Linked DNA regions of Mus musculus: regions 1 and 3 are each linked to region 2. A link is a contact called in public HiCAR-type and HiChIP or PLAC-seq data. All regions are on one chromosome and are shown on one strand. Each heading gives the region's core, a stretch centred on a gene start, on an enhancer-like site or on the middle of the called end of the contact. The rest is flanking DNA. Distances are from core to core; before and after follow the strand shown. Region 1 holds the start of Atxn2 (ataxin 2). Region 2 holds the start of Setd1b (SET domain containing 1B). Region 3 holds the start of Mapkapk5 (MAP kinase-activated protein kinase 5).

What was found. HiCAR-type assays count read pairs that join an accessible place to other places. HiChIP or PLAC-seq counts read pairs in DNA pulled down with a chosen protein or histone mark.
Region 1: an H3K27ac HiChIP or PLAC-seq map of microglia shows a contact between it and region 2, with 6 times the contacts expected there. The contact joins the promoter of Atxn2 here to the promoter of Setd1b in region 2. A contact is called at or near these places in 2 of 484 Hi-C or Micro-C datasets (cardiomyocytes and embryonic stem cells) and 3 of 115 datasets of contacts at active chromatin or transcription factors (embryonic stem cells, microglia and pancreatic cancer cells).
Region 3: a contact with region 2 is called in a HiCAR-type map of astrocytes, with 5 times the contacts expected there. The contact joins the promoter of Mapkapk5 here to the promoter of Setd1b in region 2. A contact is called at or near these places in 1 of 39 promoter capture datasets (liver), 1 of 484 Hi-C or Micro-C datasets (B cells) and 1 of 115 datasets of contacts at active chromatin or transcription factors (astrocytes).

Annotation. Positions count from the first base shown.
Region 1 is chr5:121,710,161-121,712,860 of GRCm38.p6, forward strand. It overlaps Atxn2 (ataxin 2), which reads left to right and starts at 1,449. Exons shown (of 25, transcript NM_009125.2): 1 at 1,449-2,116. The coding sequence starts at 1,476.
Region 2 is chr5:123,140,916-123,143,615 of GRCm38.p6, forward strand. Setd1b (SET domain containing 1B) reads left to right here and starts at 1,278. Exons shown (of 17, transcript NM_001040398.2): 1 at 1,278-1,539; 2 at 2,028-2,212; 3 at 2,441-2,539. The coding sequence starts at 2,042. It also overlaps a transcript of Rhof not described here.
Region 3 is chr5:121,544,592-121,547,291 of GRCm38.p6, forward strand. Mapkapk5 (MAP kinase-activated protein kinase 5) reads right to left here and starts at 1,301. Exons shown (of 14, transcript NM_010765.2): 1 at 574-1,301. The coding sequence starts at 609.

The sequences.
Region 1 (2,700 bases), core at 199-2,698, 1.4 Mb before region 2:
AGAACAGCCAGGGCTGTTACACAGAGAAACCCTGTCTCGGAAAAAACCAAACAAGAACAAAAACCACCACCGACAAGGTCATACTTATATTGCTTATATATGTGTGGCACAATCCAAGGGTGGAGGGCTGGGGACAATTCCAAGCATTTAAGTTTTCTTCTTCCACATGCCAGCTCCAGGGTTGAGAGTTAGGTGGTGAGCTTAGGCAGCCTGGGCCTTTACCTTCTGAGCTATCTGCTAGCTACTTAAAAAAAAAAAAATCCATGTAGACCAACAAGTCTGGAACTCAAGAGATCCAGTTGCCTGTCCAGAGCTGGGATTAAAGGCATGTGCCATAACCAGGGGTAACTCTTCATTGAATTGCCCCTTCTTGAGACTGGGTCTCTTGTAGCTTAGCCTGGCCTAGAATTCCCTCATGAAGGTGAAGATGACCTTGACTGTCTAATCCTCCTTCCATTTCCCAAGTGCTCGTACTACAGGCAAGAACACCATGCCTGCCTTTAATTCACTGGAATGACTTTAATAGGTTGAGGGTTTTTTTTTTTCCCTCGGCCCATCACCTTCTTAAGCAATTTCACTTAGAAAAGAAAGAAAAAAAAAAAAACCAATTTAAACTCATTTGAAAAAAGTTAACCATTTGTTTCCAATTTAATTACAACACCTTAAAAAAAAAAACGGACCAGTGTTTGGTGGCCTTCCCGAGTTAAAGTAAAAGTTTTTAAAAGGGGTCAAGGTCTAAAGTTGACATTCTTGGGAAAGTCTGTTTAGTCTTCACCGAGGGAGACCCCATCACCCAGTTCTACTACCAATCAGGTCCATTTCCCTTCGGGTCCCCTGAAGGAGGAACTAAGAAGTCCGAGCGAGCTAGGGGGAAAAAAAAAAAGAGGGTTCAAATGAAGGTCAGAGACCCAACAGTTCGCCGGGGTGAATAAAGTGGGGCAAAGTGAAGCAGCTGGCGGTGGCTTCTGAGGCGGCAAGCTTCCCCACGCTGGCAGGGCAAGTCGGCACGCAGTGGCACCTGGGGGCCTACTGTGTGCCAGGCCCCGATTGCAGGTCCCCGCCCCGAAGGTGCCCGCAGGCCATCCTCTAAGTTGTGATTTGGTGGGGTGGGGGTGGGGTGAAATCAAGGTCCTCCAAGGGGGTCGAGGACACCCGAGCAGCTCACGGCGCCCGTCCCCGAAGCAGATCCCGAAGTTCAGACCCGCCTTGGCGAGGGCGGATCCCTCCTGGCCCCCTCCACGGCCCTAGTTCGACCCCGGGGAGAGCGAACGCGGCCCAGCGCTGCGCCCCGCTCCTCACGTGTCCCTGATCGGCCCCCCGGGCCGTCTCACGTTCGACTTCCGCCTGACCCTTCCGACTTCCGGTAAAGAGTCCCCCCCCCCACCCCCGACACCTCCCCCGCCCCGGGTCTGTTTCGCATCTCCGCGCCCTCCAGGCCCGCGTCAACCCCGTCCGCGTCCGCCAGCCCGGGTCCCATGCGTTCGTCCACCGCCGCCGCTCAGCGGCCCGCGGCGGGGGACCCCGAGCCGCGCCGCCCGGCGGGCTGGGCCGCGCGGCGCTCGCTCCCGCGGACGGCGCGGCGCGGCGGGCGGGGCGGCGCGGTGGCGTATCCCTCCGCCGGCCCTCCCCCGCGCGGCCCCGGCGCCCCTCCCCGCGGGCCGCGCTCGCCACCCTGCGCCTCAGACTGTTTTGGTAGCAACGGCCACGGCGCGTCCCGGCCCGGCTCCCGGCGGCTGCTCGGTGTCTGCGGGCCTCCCCGCCCCTTCGTCGTTGTCCTGCTGCCTCTGGCCCCCGCGGCCACGCCGGCCCGCGCCTGCCCGCCCGGCGTCCGCGCGTCCCCGCCGCGCTCCGGCGTCTCCTCCTCGGCGCGCCCGGCACCCGGCTGTCCCCGCCCGGCGTGCGAGCCGGTGTATGGGCCGCTCACCATGTCGCTGAAGCCGCAGCCGCAGCCGCCCGCGCCCGCCACTGGCCGCAAGCCCGGCGGCGGCCTGCTCTCGTCGCCCGGCGCCGCGCCGGCCTCGGCCGCGGTGACCTCGGCTTCCGTGGTGCCGGCCCCGGCCGCGCCGGTGGCGTCTTCCTCGGCGGCCGCGGGCGGCGGGCGTCCCGGCCTGGGCAGGTGGGTGTCAGCTCCCCCAGCCCCCTCCGCGCCGGGCCGATCCCGCGCCGCTCGTCCCCTCCCCCGCCTCGCGCCCCGTGACCGGCCGGCTTCGCGATGTGCCGGGGGGCCCGCGGAGGGGCGGGAGGCGCCGGCAGATTCCTTCGGGCTTCTCGGGCCGTGTCCAGCCTCCCGCACCATCGCGTCCCCTCCCCCCAGACGGCCAAGATGGACGGCCCTGGCGGCCCCCTGCCCCTCCCGGGTGTGCCAGGGGCGATTGGTATCCCGCCCCACCCCCTTGCTGCGCCCCCCCCCCCGATAGAAGGGCGGCTGAGCCTGGGTGCGGGTCGCAGGGGGTGGGGGGATCCTCTCCTGAAATGAGCCTCTTTGCCGGGTGGGGAGTCGGGAGGGAGGAGGGGAGATTGAGGCCCAGCCGCCCCAGGTAGGGTCAAGCCGGGTGTCCTGCATATCTATCCCCCGCCCCGCAGACCCTGGGAAGGTGGGCGACGGAGGCGAGGTGGGTGCCAGCGGCCTAACGCACCCATCCCCCTTTAGATCTGGGGCGGCGGGGTTCCCGCAGCGGGCCGTTCTTCCCCTCCCCCCCC
Region 2 (2,700 bases), core at 28-2,527:
TCCAAGTGTGAGTCCTTTGGCAAATGTTAAACACATTCAGGCGTCCTGAACTGGATGGTGGAGTCAAAGGAAAAGCATTCCCCATTTGCAACAAAGGAAAAACCCACTTGGCCATTTAATTCCATTGCAGAAAAATGGCTCCCTCATCTGTTGGCCTCTCCTTGGAGTCTGATGAAGGATGTTTTGAGATCAGCGTCTAATAACTCAAGCCCTATAGAAGCCGCGCGCTGATTGGCTGCCGCACCCTGCCGCCCTGCTCCAGCCAATTACCTACCCACGGCCAAATTACAAACCCCGAAAAGAGCCCCAATATGAAATACACCACCACGAAGCCCCGGCGAGGCGGCTGCTTCGCCTCGGCAGCCCGAGAAGAGAGACCGAGGGCGTCTGCAACCAGATCCACGCGAAAAGCCGGGGAAGCCTACGAGTTGAACTCACAAAATGGAAGCCGAGCGCTGATTGGCCGCCGCCACTCCCGGACCTTTAATAAAGAAAGGGGAAGGAAAATGATAAATGCAAAAAAGGGGACTCTCTGTCGCTGGTGGCTGGAGGAAGGAGGGAGGGAGAAGCATGTGTTCAAGACAATTACTGGGCGCTCCCCTCCAAAAATAAAAACAGAAAGGCAAAAAATAAAAACGAAAAAATAAAGAGAAAGAGCTATCTTCCCCGTCCAGGCGAGGGTTGTATCCTCCCAGGAATGTGAAGGCTAGTGTGGTTCCAAACCTTGGTTTCCCTTCCCCAGCACAGCTCCTGGGAGGGAGGGGGCGTGCGGGCCAAAGAGGAAGCGGGATCGGAGATACCTCGATTGCAAACTCGTTTGGGGTCGACGTCTGCCTCCCCTCCAGGCTTCTAGTAGTCATACACACGATCACCCCCCACTCGAAACCCAGCCCTTTTCGCCGAGACTCCACGCGTCCACCACCGGCCTGGGCAGTTTGGAAACAGTTTGGGAGGCCCTGGGGGCGCACACCGTGGAGTCTTCCGTAGCTGGAAGGGTAGCCCCAGCCGCGGGGGAGATAGAAGCCGTGGAGACCCCCCTCTCCCCCGTCAGCCAAGCCCCCCACCTCAGTCCCAGCAGAATAAATAAATTAAAAGGCCTTCCCCCCGGGGAAGGGGGGGGAGGCAGTGTGGGAGCGCGCGAGTGAGGGGTGGGGGGCCGCTGGGGCCCGGGGCTTTGGCGGCGCAGCTGCCGCCGCCGGGAGAGTGCCTGGGGAAGCGGCGAGGAAGGCGAGGGGAGGAGGAAGAGGAGGAGGAGGAGGAAGAGGAGGAGGGTGAGCACTCGGGTCGGGCTCCTTAGCGGTGTATTGTGGGATGTGCGGCTACTGGGAGCCGAGCCTCCGCCGCCAGCCGCCTCCCGGGCAGCAGCAGCAGCAGCAGCGGCGGCGGCAGCAGCAAGGGCAGCGGCAGCTCGGGGCCCGGCAGCCGCTAAGGCGGCGTCCCCCCCATCCCGGCCCCCGGTCCGGCCGCCCCGGCCTCGGCTCCCGCGGGGGACACCATGTACTGGCTGGCGGCGCAGGGAGGCCGGCGCCCGGCGGGGATGTAAGCGCGGCGCAGGGAAGGGAGGAGAGAGAGAGAGAGAGAGAGAGAGAGAGGCCGCGGTCAGAGGAGCCGGGCAGCCCGAGCCCCCGGCCCCCGCCCGGGCGGGCGACGCCAGGCCCTGCCGCGCGCCCCGCTCCCGAGCCGGGCCGAGCGCCACGCCGGGCGGCTGGCGGCACCATGGGCCGGAGCCCGCGTCCTCCGTGCGTCCCGGACCGCGCCAGCCCGCAGCGGGGGCCCCGGGCAGCCCCTCGCTGCCAGCCGGAGACGGTGGCCGAGCGGGCGGGCGCGTAAACCCTCCGGAAAGGGTTTATTCTCTCGCTCCATTCTTAGATTTTTTTTCCTCGGGAGGCGGGGGGGGGGGGGAGAGGCAGCGAGACAAGCTTTCGGGGCGCGCTGGTAAGGTGGGAGGGGGGTGGGGGCCAGCCGATTGGATTCTCGGGCGAATGTGTAGAAGCGTCGGAGAGGACAACAACTTGCTTGGGTTTCAGGTTGGGTTAACGGCATGGAGAACAGTCACCCCCACCACCACCACCAGCAGCCCCCGCCGCAGCCCGGCCCTTCGGGCGAGAGGAGGAACCACCATTGGAGAAGTTACAAGTTGATGATTGACCCGGCTCTGAAAAAGGGGCACCATAAACTGTACCGCTACGATGGGCAGCATTTCAGCCTGGCCGTGAGTAGCCGGCGCGCCTTCCCGCCACCCCCACCCACCCCCGGTGGAGCCCCCAGACAAGAGGCGAACGGAGGGGGACCCCTCTTCCAGCTACCTGGGCCAACTGTCAGCCAGGACTCCCTCCCCTCAGCCTGGAGTGGGACTGGTGCCTTGAGGGGGGGGGGTCTGCCCCTGCCCCTGGGGAGGGTGCCAGCCCTTCTATACTGAACCCCCTGTCTCTGCCCACAGATGTCCAGCAACCGCCCGGTGGAGATCGTGGAAGATCCCCGGGTGGTCGGAATCTGGACCAAAAACAAGGAGCTGGAGCTGTCTGTGCCCAAATTCAAGGTAGGACCCCTCCTCTCTGTCTTATGGTCCCTCCCCCCCTCCTTCCCCGAGTTCGAAAATAACGCCAGTCCTGACCAAGCCCAGCCGGATTCTTAGTTCCCGCCGTCCAGGACTGGGAAGTTTTGGCGGGGAGGGGGGAGAGGGGTGTCCCCTCCGGGCCA
Region 3 (2,700 bases), core at 51-2,550, 1.6 Mb before region 2:
GTCGTTTTAGAATACGGGGCGCTTTAAACTCTTCAGAAATAAACTCTTGATTCTTGAGAGTAGACAAGAGAACAGAAGGAAATGAACGCACAGAGAAGGGAAAAGCCAAAGGGCAGGTTTTGGGCAAAGGTAAAGCAACTCCTGAAGTTGAAGGTCTCAAACAGGCTTGGTTCAGAGCCATCAGGAGGGGTCAGAGCCACTGCCAAGTGTCGCAGTGGGTCACCAAGATGCAAATGGACACAGTTGGAGGTGATGGAAACATGAGAGTCCTAAGAAGCCCTCTTATATCCCACTCATATGAAGTATCTCCACACTACTCAACTTCGTTCTAGCTGAGCACAAATTGCATCAACCAAGGAGGCTAGAGGGAATCGGAGACACCACCCTACACAAGCCAACACTCTGGGCCTTCAAATGCGGTCCCCTTCCCCGGGAGGCCGAAAACCGAACTTACTAGATGCTAGGAACTAGAACCTCTACCTCCCATTCAAATTCTCTCTATTTCCCAAGGCCCACGATGAGCGGAATCGCGGTTGTCGACAAAGCAGGGTACGGGTTGCATCTCCCGCTTACCTTGATGGCTTTCTCCATGTCGCTGTCCTCCGACATGCTCCGCTGGGCTCCCACAGCCCGAAGCGGCGGAGGCTGCGCGGCTGTCCCGTCCCCTGGCAGCCGAGGAAGCAAAGGGCTCGGAGCTCGGGGAGACGGGCAGCGCCCGCCCCTAGGGAGCGGAGGGGATGAAGGTCCGGGTGCCGGCTCGGCTTCCGCAGGCGGCTCTAAGCTGGTGGCGGCGGTGGCGGCGGCAGCGGCGGCGGCCCCTGGGGACAAGCCTTTGTGCTGGGCCCCGCGCAGCCGCTTCCCGGCCTCATCCCCGGCCGGGGAGGCAGGCTCCCGGGGCAGGGCGAGGCGGGGAGGGGCCCGGCCTGGAGCGCCGTGCGGGGCTTTGGCGGGGCCGCCGCTTAGGCCTGGGTTCGCCAGCTCCTGAGGAGAAGCCTGCGCCGCCGCCTCCGCCTTCCCCGCCGCCGCCGGCACCAGCACCGTAGCGAAGCCGAAGCCGAGCCCGCCGCCGCTGCCGCCGCCGCCGCCGCCGCCGCCGCCGCCGCTCCCACTGCCGCTCCAGCGCCACACATCGCCGGGACGCCTGCGCCGGGCAGCCCGCCGGCCGCCCGCCCGCGCCTCACCCTCTGCAGCTTCACGCCAGCCATGCTGCCGCGGGGCTCTGCGACCACCCAGCCCCGCGCGCCTCTCGCCGGCATCCGCCGGCCTTTCTGAGGCTTTCCCGAGCCGCGCGGTGGATGTGCAGGCGCCAGCCGGGTCGTCCCCGGGGCGCGCCGCACGCAGCACAGGCCCCCGGGCCTTCCACTGACGTGGCGCTGGGTGAATGACGTAAGACGGCGCGAGGCCTGGCCTGCCGAAAGAGAAGCGGAATGCAGGGAGGGCGCATGCGCGGGAGCCCGCTGCTGAGTGTCTTGTGTTTTGAGCGAAACCTGTGGATGCAGCCAAGGAGTTGGCTGGGAAGTGGGATGGTAACGTGGGACATACAGAAATCTGGCTGTGTGGGAACCAACCGGATCGTGCTCGTCCTGTCAGCTTAGCGGGGTCGGAGATGTTGCTGCCTGCTGCAGCCATCTCAGCATCCCGAGGATGCTAGAAGCGGGAAGGAGGGACAAACGAGTTCTTGGCTTCCATGCGGACGGTTTTAGGACTAGCCAGTTTATGAAGCAGAATTGAAGGTTTGGTTGATTGATTGATTGATTGATTGATTAATTGATTTTTCGAGACAGGGTTTCTCTGTGTAACCCTGGCTGTCCCGGAGCTCACTCTGTAGACCAGGCTGGCCTCGAACTCGGAAATCTGCCTGCCTCTGCCTCCCAAATGCTGGGATTAAAGGCGTGTGTCACCACCGCCCGGCTCTGAAGGTTTTATTAACGATTACTTAAATGGAAGCGTATCCCTGAGAGAGTCATAAGAGACGAGTACACAAAGTATACACAAAGGAGTTTAGTACACGTCCTTTCTGTTAGATTTCTGAGGCAGTTCAAAGGAACAGACAGGGAGCAAAAGAGAGATGGGAGCCTGACCTCTTAACAGTCAGGACTGTGATTACTGGTGCGCACAGCAGGGGGCACAGTCCTCCTCCTGGAAGTTGGACTCCTCTACCAGAGGAAAAAGCTGGCTTCGAGGAGCCTATATAGTAAGGGTGTTAAGAATGCAGAAATATGGGGGGAGAGGCCTCAGGCCACTTCCCATTTCGTTTTATGAAGTTATCTAAATCAATTTAGATATTAAAATCAAAACTTCCAAGTTTTGGCCAGCAGTAGCCTTTGTCCAATGTGCATGGAGGCTAGATTGGGACCAAGAGCTGAGCAAGTTAGTGTCTTGAGGTCTCCCCATAGAGAGCTCTTTTAGATTAGCCTTCAGCCAGGCTAATGGTATGTCCTTTGGAATGGACAGTTTGGAACCCATGGCAGGCGTGCAACCAAGGTAAAAACATGGGTTAAATTGAGTCACCCAGGGGTATCCCTCAGATTTTCGATTAACCAAATGTAATGAGCATATTTAAAAAAAAAAAAAGCCGGTAAACCTGAAAAAAATAGCTTAGTTAGGAACTCCACTACACCCAGTGCTGCACCTGATAACCAGAACCCAGTGACCCAAGATAACCAGACACAGCCCTAGAACCCCATGGCCTCCACTGGA